Linked DNA regions of Cricetulus griseus: region 2 is linked to region 1. A link is a contact called in public Micro-C data. All regions are on one chromosome and are shown on one strand. The core of a region is the stretch at or near the end of the contact, and the rest is flanking DNA. Distances in the headings are between cores, read along the strand shown. Region 1 holds the start of Gjb3 (gap junction beta-3 protein). Region 2 has its middle 16 kb from the start of Smim12.

Region 1 (5,006 bases), core at 1,153-3,652:
AGTTAGGGCTGAGGACATGCTCAGTATAGAAGGCACTTGCAGAGCAACCATAAGGACCTCGTTCAGATCCTCTAGACCCATACACAGTCAGGCAATAGCTTGCAGCATCTGTAATCCCAGTACTCCTACATTGAGATGAGGGGTGGAGACAGGGGACTCCCTGGATGCTAGGGGCCAGCCAGCCTGCTTACAAAGCAGTGAACAGGAGACCCTGTCGCAAACAAGGTGGAAGTTGAGGACTTAACACTAAAGATTGTCCTCTGACTTAGACTCAGGAGCAGGCATGCACTTTCCTACATTTGAGTGTGCAGACACACGTGTGCGTGCATGTGCAAACACACACACACACACACACACACACACACACACACACACACACACACACGGAGAAGAAAAAGCCCAAATAATATTTGTTCAAGGAGATTTGTTGCAATTGAAGGAGCAAGAGAGGGAAGGGATAGGTGGGGAGGGGAAAGAAAGAGGAAGGGAGGGAAGGGAGGAGACAGAGGGAGGGGCCAGTAAGTGCTCTGCCAACTGTTCCACACATGCCTAGCCCTGAAAGGAAGGGCTGGAAGCAGCCTTAATTTCTGTCAGTGTGCAACTTAGAATATATGCTAGTATAAACACAATTCATCTCTTTAAAACAACAACAGAGAACCGGGCTGTGGTGGTGCATGTCTCTAATCCCAGCACTCAGGAAGCAGAGGAAGGTGGATCTCTGTGAATTTGAGATCAGCCTGGTCTACAAGAGCTAGTTCTAGGACAGGCTCCAAAGCTACACAGAGAAACCCCGTCTCAAAAAAAAAAAAAAAAAATCAAACGAAAAGCGGCAAAAAAAAAAAAAAAGAACCCTCTGTCTACAGAGAGGAACAGCTCAAAGCATATAGTAGCGCACACAGCATCCCTCCACGGGTCATAGAAGGCTTCTCTATAGTTGACCGTGCACAGGTTATTCTTGAAAGAAAACCAGAACCTATTAGCCATGGTGGAGGTGTGGGAAGCGTTGGTTGCACAATGGTGTTTGTTAGTGCCAGCCATGGATGAACATGTGAACGTGTCAGTGAATGTGTGCTAGGGCCCTAGGACTGGGTGCGCTCACCTGGGACGGGAGGTGAGCCCAGCCTAGGCCTGGCCCAGAGCACCCACAGTAGAGGAAACTGAGAGGGTGTCAAGGAAGCGGAGGTGGAAGTTGCTCTGAGAAGAAAGGCGTGACCCCACTGTGGCAGCTGCTTCAGAACGTCAGAGATTTATGACTGTGGGATTTAGCCTTATGAAGATCGGAAGTGACCTTGACAAGCCTTTTCAAGTGACACATCAGGGACAGAAATGTTCTGATGGGTTGGAAAGTGGGCAGGGGTTTCCCTCTGACTGTAGGAGGGGAATAGGTGATGAGCAGCAGGTGGCAGGGGCAGGGATCCCCACTGTCACCCAGGCACATTAGCAGAGCCATCCAGAAAGTCCAGCCACGTGCTGGCTAAGGGCAGTCCCGCACCCACATCAAGTACAAGATAGCCTCATCCTAAGCACTGAGCTCTCTGGAGCTGGCTCTGTAACTTCTTCCATGTGGCCCCGAGCACATCACTCCATCTTCTCCTTTAAGTGCAGAAACGATCAGAGATATTTCATTCGTATGCTGTAAAAGTGACATGCAGTAGCTGGGCGTTGGTGGCGCACGTCATTAATCCCAGCACTCGGGAGGCAGAGGCAGGCGGATCACTGAGCTCGAGGCCAGCCTGGTCTACAAGAGCTAGTTCCAGGACAGCCTCCAAAGCCACAGAGGAACCCTGTCTCGAAAAACAAAAACAAAAAACAAAAACAAAAACAAAAAAAAGTGATATGCAGTACATAGGAGAAGCAGTCTTGGCCCAAGAGCACAGCTCGGGAGCACGGGAATCCCTCTGGGTAACAGGAGGGCCCGGTAATGGATCCTCCTAACAATGGGAGCCTTTTGTAGATTGGAAGTGGCACCTATGGGTACACTCTCGGCAAGTGGGATAATAGTCACCAGGGTCGGGCAACAGTCATCTCTGTCTAGACAGTGAAGCCTCAGGCAGGGTTGTGACTAAGATCTGGGGATCCCCAGGAAACACTGGGTTTCCGTTCCTGGGGCGTTTAGGGGCTTTCAGGACCCCAGTCCAGGCACACAAGTAAGACTAAGTGTTCCTGGTTCCCAGTGCTCAGTTTAGGAGTCCCTCAACCACAGGCTTCCACCCTTCACAGGCTCTGCCTCCCACCCCTGCTCCACACACCCTCGGACAGACTGGGTACTCTGAAATCGCTCCAAGCACCACCTTTTCCCCTGAAATTTCTTTTCCGGGTTGTGTACCTTCCGGCTGCCAGCACAGAGTGTGAGCCCCGCAGGACTGTCACAAAGATACACCTGGGTCCCTGGAGATTGTCATCAAGCACACAAGCAGGGCAAGAGCACCGCCCTTCTCCCCCACTCCGCCTCACGCCCCGCCCGCCCACAGTGTCCAAATGCAGGGTTGAGACCTGTGATCCAGACCGGCAGGGCGCAGGCCAGGTATCCGTGGTAACCAGCTGTGGGCGAGTCATTTATTGCCATCCCTCCTGCCTGCACTTAACAGTTTGCAAGGTGTTTCACGCCCTAATGTTATTGCAGCCTTTGCAACAGCCCTGCCAGTGGCCATCAATGCCCCCATTCCACGCTCGAGCAAGCCGAGGCTCTGCGAAGCAGCCTGGGGCTCCCGGGTCAACGCAGCTGCTTCAGCTGCTTCAGGATTAGAACTCTAGGACCCCTGGAGGCGACTCCAGGCTCCGCCCCCGACCGCCCCTCCTCCACGCGGCCTCTGGCTGCGCTATCCAGGAGCCTCACTGAGGCCACAGAGCTGGGCTTGGCTCCGATCTCGAACCTCTTCTGCTGTGGGTCTTGGGCTCCAGGGACCAGCCACCCACGGTGGCGGCACAACTGACTGTAAGTACTGGGAAGGGGAAGGGGCGGCGACAATCCCGGGCGGCTGAGCGCCCCTCTCTGTGGAGATCCTCTGGTGGCTGGACTGGAGCCTGCCCACGCCGCCAGGCTGGGGGTGGAGTGCTGCAGAAGGGCAGTGGAGAGGCACTTTAACTCAACTCTGCTTGCTCAACACCCCCAACACACACACAGACTCTCTCTCTCTCTCTCTCTCTCTCTCTCTCTCTCTCTCTCTCTCTCTCTCTCTCTCTCTCTCTCTGAAGGACGCCCCCGTCCCAGCTGCAAGTTCCCAAGCTGCCTAGAATGGAAGGAAACTAAGGGGCCCGGGACCCAAGTGGGGAGCTCTGCCTTTGGGGACAGACAATAGTGAAGGGTAGACAAGCAAGAGATGGAGAGGCTAGGTCCTGCACCTAAATTGTTCTGGCAGCTGGAGTTGGGGGGCAACGGTGGGTCCAGAACCGGCTCCACCAGTCCCTGGCACTGGGTAGGCGGCTAGGCGGGAAATTCTTTGCAGATGAGTCTGTCTCCGGGTGTGTCTTAGGAGGGACTACGCAGCCTGCACCAAGAATGGGGAGCCCTAGAGGGGGCTGCTGCAGCCTTAGAGGGTACCAGTACCAGGAACCCCTCTCCTCCCGCTCATTCTCTCAGCACTCCCAGGAAGAGCAGGCTGACCAGGGAACTCCCGACTCTTGCAGCAACCCAAGATAGGAGATAAGGAACAGGGTTAGCGACTTTACAGAATTCTGGATGTCCCCCAGCTAGTAAATGGCAGTGCGGAGGTCAGAATACAGGTGCTAATCCATGGCCCTCCATAGAGGCCAGGGCTTAGAAAATGCCGGGAGCAAACCTGTGAGGGTCTTCATGGACTAGGGCTTCCCAGTCATCCCCATCTTGTCCAGAACGGAGATTCTCAAAAGGCAGGCCCTGTGGAAGGCAGCAAGGCTGAGGAAGTGCACTGCAACCTAGCTACTCTGCAGTCCTGTCCGGCCCTCCCATGCCTCTCTGAAAATTCAGCTTCCACCTGTTTACACATTCAGCATGAACTGAGTGCCTACTGTGTGCTAAGCGATACCAAACTTGAAGCAGCCAGAGAGTCAAGTAGGCATGCTAATTGGACGGGTGATAAATGAGAACAAAAACAAACAAACAAATGACCAAGACTTAAATTTCAAACTGGACAGTTGCAAAACAGAGGCGTTGGGAGTGGACTGGCTGGAGCAGGTTCAGACCTGAAGTAATTTGAGAGGAGACCCTGAGGGGATATTGTTGGAGCAGAGATGCCACAGTAATGAGTAGGGTCCGGCCACTTAAGGCTCCAGAGGAAAAGCATTCCTGGCAGGAGGAATAAGGCAAGGTCAGAGCAGAGAGCGGCAAGGTGAGTTTGTGTGTGTGTGTGTTGGTGTGGCAGGGCTGTAGAGAACTAGTGAAGACTTTTAAGGAGGGAATGTAATCAGTTGTGACTCAATGGGCTGCAGTGTGCAAAGAATAGCTCAAAGCCAATGAGGGGACTGTTGCAGGAATATGGGCAAGGATGATGATTGCTTGGGCCAAGGCGGTGGCCCTGCAATCCCAAATAGCCTGGAAAGCACTCTCTCGTGTGTGCAGATCCAGCTTCACGTGGGCTTAGGGAGAGGTGAATGCTGCTAACATCCCTATCAGCATGCCAATCCCAGGTACACTCAGCAGATCCACCTGTCTACACCCTCTGAGTCACCCAGAACTGGGAGGAAGATGAGCTGGCCTGACCCATCGGCCCTACAAGGCCATGGCTAACAGCAAATCTAGGGAAGGCTAAAAACCCCAGGTCCTGCTTTCTGTACATGTCATCTGAAATAAGTGCTATCCCAGGAAACAGACCCAACCCCCTATGCATCTCCCACCTGATGCAAACCTCCCTGCCTTTTCTAGCATGGACTGTGGAACATTAGCAGGTGTTGGAGATGGGAAGATGACTAAACATTTCAGAGCACTGGCTGCTCTTCCAAAACACCTGGTTTGATCCCAGCACCCACGTGGCAGCTCACAGCTGTCTATAACTACAGTTCCAGGGGATCTGATGCCCCGTTCCTGCCTC
Region 2 (5,006 bases), core at 1,406-3,905, 71 kb after region 1:
GCTCTTACCAGAAAACACGCAAGCTGAGGTGGCAAATGTCTTTACTAGAATGCCAGCCTCCACCAAACCAGACAGGTAAATCTGGAAAAATAATAGTAGAAGTGACGTTTGGATTCCCCAGCTGCTCCCACAGATCATGTCCTGCCTGGTGGAATGTATAGAGAGTTGCAGGGTTTGGCTACAACTAAGTTCAAAATCATTGTGTCTTCAACTGGGAAAGCCGGTGGTCCCAGCCTCAAAGCTAGCGGAAGGGCGTCTAAGTTCTGATAAGGCCAGGGGAAGGATGAGACGGTGCCTGAGGCCTGTTGACTGTTCCTTCACCCCCGAGAGCACAGGGATAACAAACTCCCAGAGCCTTCCGGCCCACCCTAAGGTCTCTTTTGGGCAGGAGGATCCAGAGTCAGCAGACCTGTCCACAGAGGACCAGCACCTTCCCAGGCAAGGCTGTTTCCTGTACAGAGCATTCCCCAGACACTGCCATCTGTCCTTAAGCCATGGGCTCAATGGATCCCTCCAAAACTGCTGTGTTGAAGGTCTAGACTCCAGTGTGTTTGAAGGCATAGTGATTGAATTGCAACTCTGCTGTTAGAATGGGCCCTAATGTAATCCAGTTGATGATATCTTTTTGTTGTTTTTATTGTTTTTAAAAACAGGTGATTGAACCTATAGCCTGGTGTTTGCTAGAAGAGCACTCTACCACTGAGTCCCAGTCCTTCTGGTTTTTGTTGTTGTTGTTGTTGTTGTTTGTTTGTTTGTTTGCTTGCTTTGTTTATTTTGAGACAAGAGTCTCACTTTGTAGCCTGAGCTGGCCTGGAAATCATTATGTAGACCAGGCTGGTATTGACCTCACAGTAATCCTGCCTCTCTGACACTTGATCAAAAGTGGAATGAAAAGCACATGCCACCACACCCAACTCAATTTGTTGTTTGTTTGTTTTGTGTGTGTGTATGAGAGAGACAGGAGAGAGAGAGAGACAGAGAGAGAGAGAGAGAGAGAGAGAGAGAGAGAGAGAGAGAGCATGGCAGTCAGAGTACAACTTGCACAAGTCAACTCTTTTCCCACCATGCTGAAAGATTTTTGGTGATGGGTGTTAAAGCTGGACACTGAGCACATTGCTGGGGCATATTAGAAACAACAGCTCCATGCACAGACAGACAGGCAGAGGGGCAAAAACACAGCAGGGATCAGAGGAGAATTTAGGCCCAAGCACCAGAGACAGCATGGCAGGGACTCTGGAGAGAGGAATCATAGTCCATGTGGCAGCAGCAGGAAGCTCTCCTGCCTTTCTGAGGATGAGGAAGGTCTCACAGCCAGAGCTTGCAGCCAGGGAATGGGGTGGGGAGCAGGATGTGTGACCACCAGTATCCCTTTTGATGTAAACTCACTTCCCCAGGTAAGAGATCCTGGCACCAATAAGTCTGTTAGACTCACAGACAATGTCTCAGTAGGGTGCCAGACAGTGTGTGTGAAAGGGGGAGAGGAGACTGCTTCAGAGCAGAGTGGCCTCAGCTAGGGCAGATTTTGACATTGTGTTCTTACACAGGAGTCCTAAAGATTGGACCCAGATAGTCAGGTCCAGCTCAGGCATTTTGACATAGTGAGCCATCTCACCAGCCCCCAACTTATTTTAAAATGATTTTAAGTGTGTGTGTGTGTGTGGTGTGTGTGTGTGTGTGTGTGTGTGTGTGTGTGTGTGTGTGTGTGTGTGCGCGCGTGCTCCAGAATCCAGAAGGTATCATCAGATACCCTGGAGGAGGAGTTACGGGCAGTTGGGAGCCACCTGATGTGGGTACAATGAACTAAACTCAGGTCCTCTACAAAGACAGTGTGTGCACTCTTAAACATTGGGCCATCTCTCCAAACTCCTTTTTTGGGGAGAGGGCATTGTAGTGATATATTATTTATGATTTATTGCCTGAAGATTCAGAAAGCAAAGTCAGCCACAAGCATAGAAACCAGGCATATCTTTAATACCAGCAGCCAGAAGCTAGGAGGTGGTGATACACACCTTTAATTCTAGGATTTGGAATTAAAAGGTAGACGGATCTCTGTGAGTCCAAGGCCACCCAGATCTACACAAGAATGAACCAGTTTAAGAGAGAATTATAGTTCACACTTTTAATCCCATGACTCATGAGAGGTTTATAAAACAGAAGCAAGGTCTCAGTATAGGACATTCATTCTCCAGCCACGTTGAGAATGGGAATGCCCCAGTCCTATTAGAGGTAAGAGCTCTCTGGTAGCCTGGCTGCTTTGCTTCCATGATCTTCAGGTTGAACCCCATTATCTGTCTCTGGGTCTTTTATTAATGCATCTCACCTATTTGCCAAGGTAGGCCTTGAACTCAGGATCCACCTGACTCAGCTCTCGAAGTAACTGGATTACAGGTTTGTGACAGTAGGTTCATCCTTTATTTGTCGAATTTTTTCTTTGTTTTTAACCATGGCCTCTTATTGCCCGGGAACTTGATATGTAGTAGAACTCCCAATCCTCCTACCAACACCTCCCAAGTGCTGGGATTATAGGCTTTTACTACCAAGCCCAGATCGTGATTTGACGTCTTTATAAAAGGAATTTGAGTCAGGTCCAATGATTCATGCCTATAAGTCCAGCGTCTAGGAGGCCTCGAGCTAGGCTGCATAGCAAGACCTTGACTCAAAAACCAAACAAGGGGCTGAAGAGATTGCTCAGTCATTAAGAATGCTGACTGCTCTTGCAGGGGACCCAGGTCGGGTCCACAGCACCCGCATGGCAGTTCACAACGAGCTCCAGAGAATCCGATACTCTCTCCCAGAGTCTCCAATGCATAATAGTGCACATAAACCATGCAGATTCACACACATACATATAAATAGAAAATAAATTGATAAATCCCTAAAACAAATAGCCAAGGAGGGAAGCTGATGCTGCCAGAATCTTGATCTTGGACTCCCAGGTCCCCAAACTGAAAAAAAAAAAATTCTGATGTTTAAACCATTTGGTCAACAACATTTTGTTATGGAAGCCTAGCAAGCCAAAGGACCTCTGATTTGTCTGGGGAGCCACAAGAAAGAGGGGTTGGAGCTTTCTTGCATATACTCCCAGCTCAGCCCCACACTGGGTTACAGCTTCATGAACCATACAAACTAGCCAGAATCCCTTCAGCTCATCCTATCCCTCCTCCCCACATCTTCCAGAAATCTCCATCTCCCTGTGAGTCAATGGGTTAGCCAACTAGGGTGGGGCTGTGTGGATGCTGAGGACTCTGCTGGGACTAGGAAGTGCTGGTGGCAGCTTACCACACAATGCAGAAAGGATGGGGTGGGGGAGAGACAGTAAAATGGGCAGAGACACAAGTGGCCAACAGGCTTTAGGTTGAAATTGGAGTCCCGACCATTCCCCAGCCCCCCTCCTCCTGCCACAGCATTGCTGCAGCCTTTCTTTCCCTCTATACTTGGGCACCCCTTTTAGAACCAGGGGCAGGTGATGGTCTTAAAGTGTGGCTAAATGCTACTAAGCGACGCTAATCAGGTTAACCAACTTCTCATAACTGCAAACTTGGAGTATATGATCCAAAGGCCTTGTGCGTTTAGTCCTGGAATCACTCTGCTATGAGGTCAGCTAGGTATTTGCCCCCATTGGACACACAGATTTAGATACTGAGACATGAAGCTGCTGGCCAAAGGGCACACAGCTCTAAGTGGTAGCTCTGGGCTTTGAGCGAAAGCCGACTAACTCAGGAGCTGATTTTTCTTTCTGGAAAGCTTAAGAGAAGGGCTGGGATTTGAGCCCACCAAAGCCCCAGTATAGGTCACATGACGTGAGAGGCAGCCAGGACAGGGCATTAGGAACAAGAACAAGCTAAACAGTCGTCAGTTGACAAAATGATAAACACACAGGACTTCCATCTGTGGGAATGACCATGACCTGCCACCCAGCCTGAGCCCTGGGAAACAGCTTGGAGAGCATCAAAGGACCAGAGCTACCCCAAGAGTAGGTCTTTTGTGTGCAGACTGGGAAACAAAAGCCAAAGAGGCAGGAAAAGCAGCTACAGCCTGCAGCAGGTCTAAGTCGGAGAGATGGTAATAATGCCAGCCAAGAGGCTGTGGCAGTGCCTGGCAGTCGGCAGGCACTCAGGGTGTCCCTTTGTCATGTCAACCACTCTGCAGGCCAGAGTTGACCTTGGCTGGTGTGATGACAAGTGGCAAACTGGGAAGGGGAGGGAGGTGAGGCTTAGGACCGACTCTGCCAAGATTCCCGTGTTATCTTGGGTGAGCCATTTCCTGTCCAGGCCTCAGTTCCTCTGTTAGCCTGAGGAGAATCAGTGAGTGCCCGTTGTTGTCTCTGCTCTTGGAATTCTTCAGGATGAATGGAAGGAGGGTTCTGGAGAAACACAGCAATCACTATACCAGTTTGGCTTGTTGAGTTGGGTTTGTTGTTGTTGCTGTTTGAATTCTTTTTGGTCCTGTGGATCAAAACCAGGACTTTGTGAGTGTTACCTTCAGACTCTACCACTGCTCCATTTGCCTGGTGAGAAAGAAAATTCCACAGCCTGGCCCCATACTTGCTGAGTTGAAGTCACTGAAGGGAGGGCAGAAATCTCTATTTTTTTTTCTGCTCTTGCTAAGGATCTAATGTGGGGCCTCATGCATCCTAAAGATGTTCCCTGCTGGGTTGTATGTAATCTCAGGGTTTGTCTCTTCTCTTCTCTTTCTTTTCTTCTTTCCTTCCTTTCTTTTTTCTTTCTTAAGATGGAGTCTCATGCTGACTGAGAACTCCTGATCCCTCTGCTTCCCACCTTCCGAGTGCTAGAGTTTCAGGTGTGTACCGTCATGCCAGACTTAACTTCAGCTTCTTAGTGAAACAGAGACTCCAAAGTCTACCCTTTTGGCCGAGAGTCCCCCCACTTCCCAGCCTCACCTGCCAGCCTGTCCCAGCTCTTGGAATCTCAGCTAGAGGGGGAAGATGAAAGAAAAGTCAAGGCCTTCCAAGCCAACTCCCATAGGCTTTTCCAGACAGGCATCCC

What was found. A called contact is a pair of places that touch in the nucleus more often than the background predicts.
Region 2: a Micro-C map of the CHO-K1 cell line shows a contact between it and region 1, with 4 times the contacts expected there. The contact joins the enhancer-like site here to the promoter of Gjb3 in region 1. A contact is called at or near these places in 5 of 8 Hi-C or Micro-C datasets (the CHK-Q cell line, the CHO-K1 cell line, fibroblasts and 1 more).

The regions. Positions count from the first base shown.
Region 1 is chr2:25,697,445-25,702,450 of CriGri-PICRH-1.0, forward strand. It overlaps Gjb3 (gap junction beta-3 protein), which reads left to right and starts at 2,403. Exons shown (of 2, transcript XM_027399332.2): 1 at 2,403-2,935.
Region 2 is chr2:25,767,971-25,772,976 of CriGri-PICRH-1.0, forward strand. No RefSeq gene overlaps it. Among named protein-coding and RNA genes, the nearest start is that of Smim12, 16 kb to the right of the region's middle. Within about 2 kb of position 2,656, at least 2 of the 6 cell types and tissues checked have open chromatin away from gene starts, as enhancers often do. A contact at or near this core is called in the CHO-K1 cell line and fibroblasts, where this site is marked.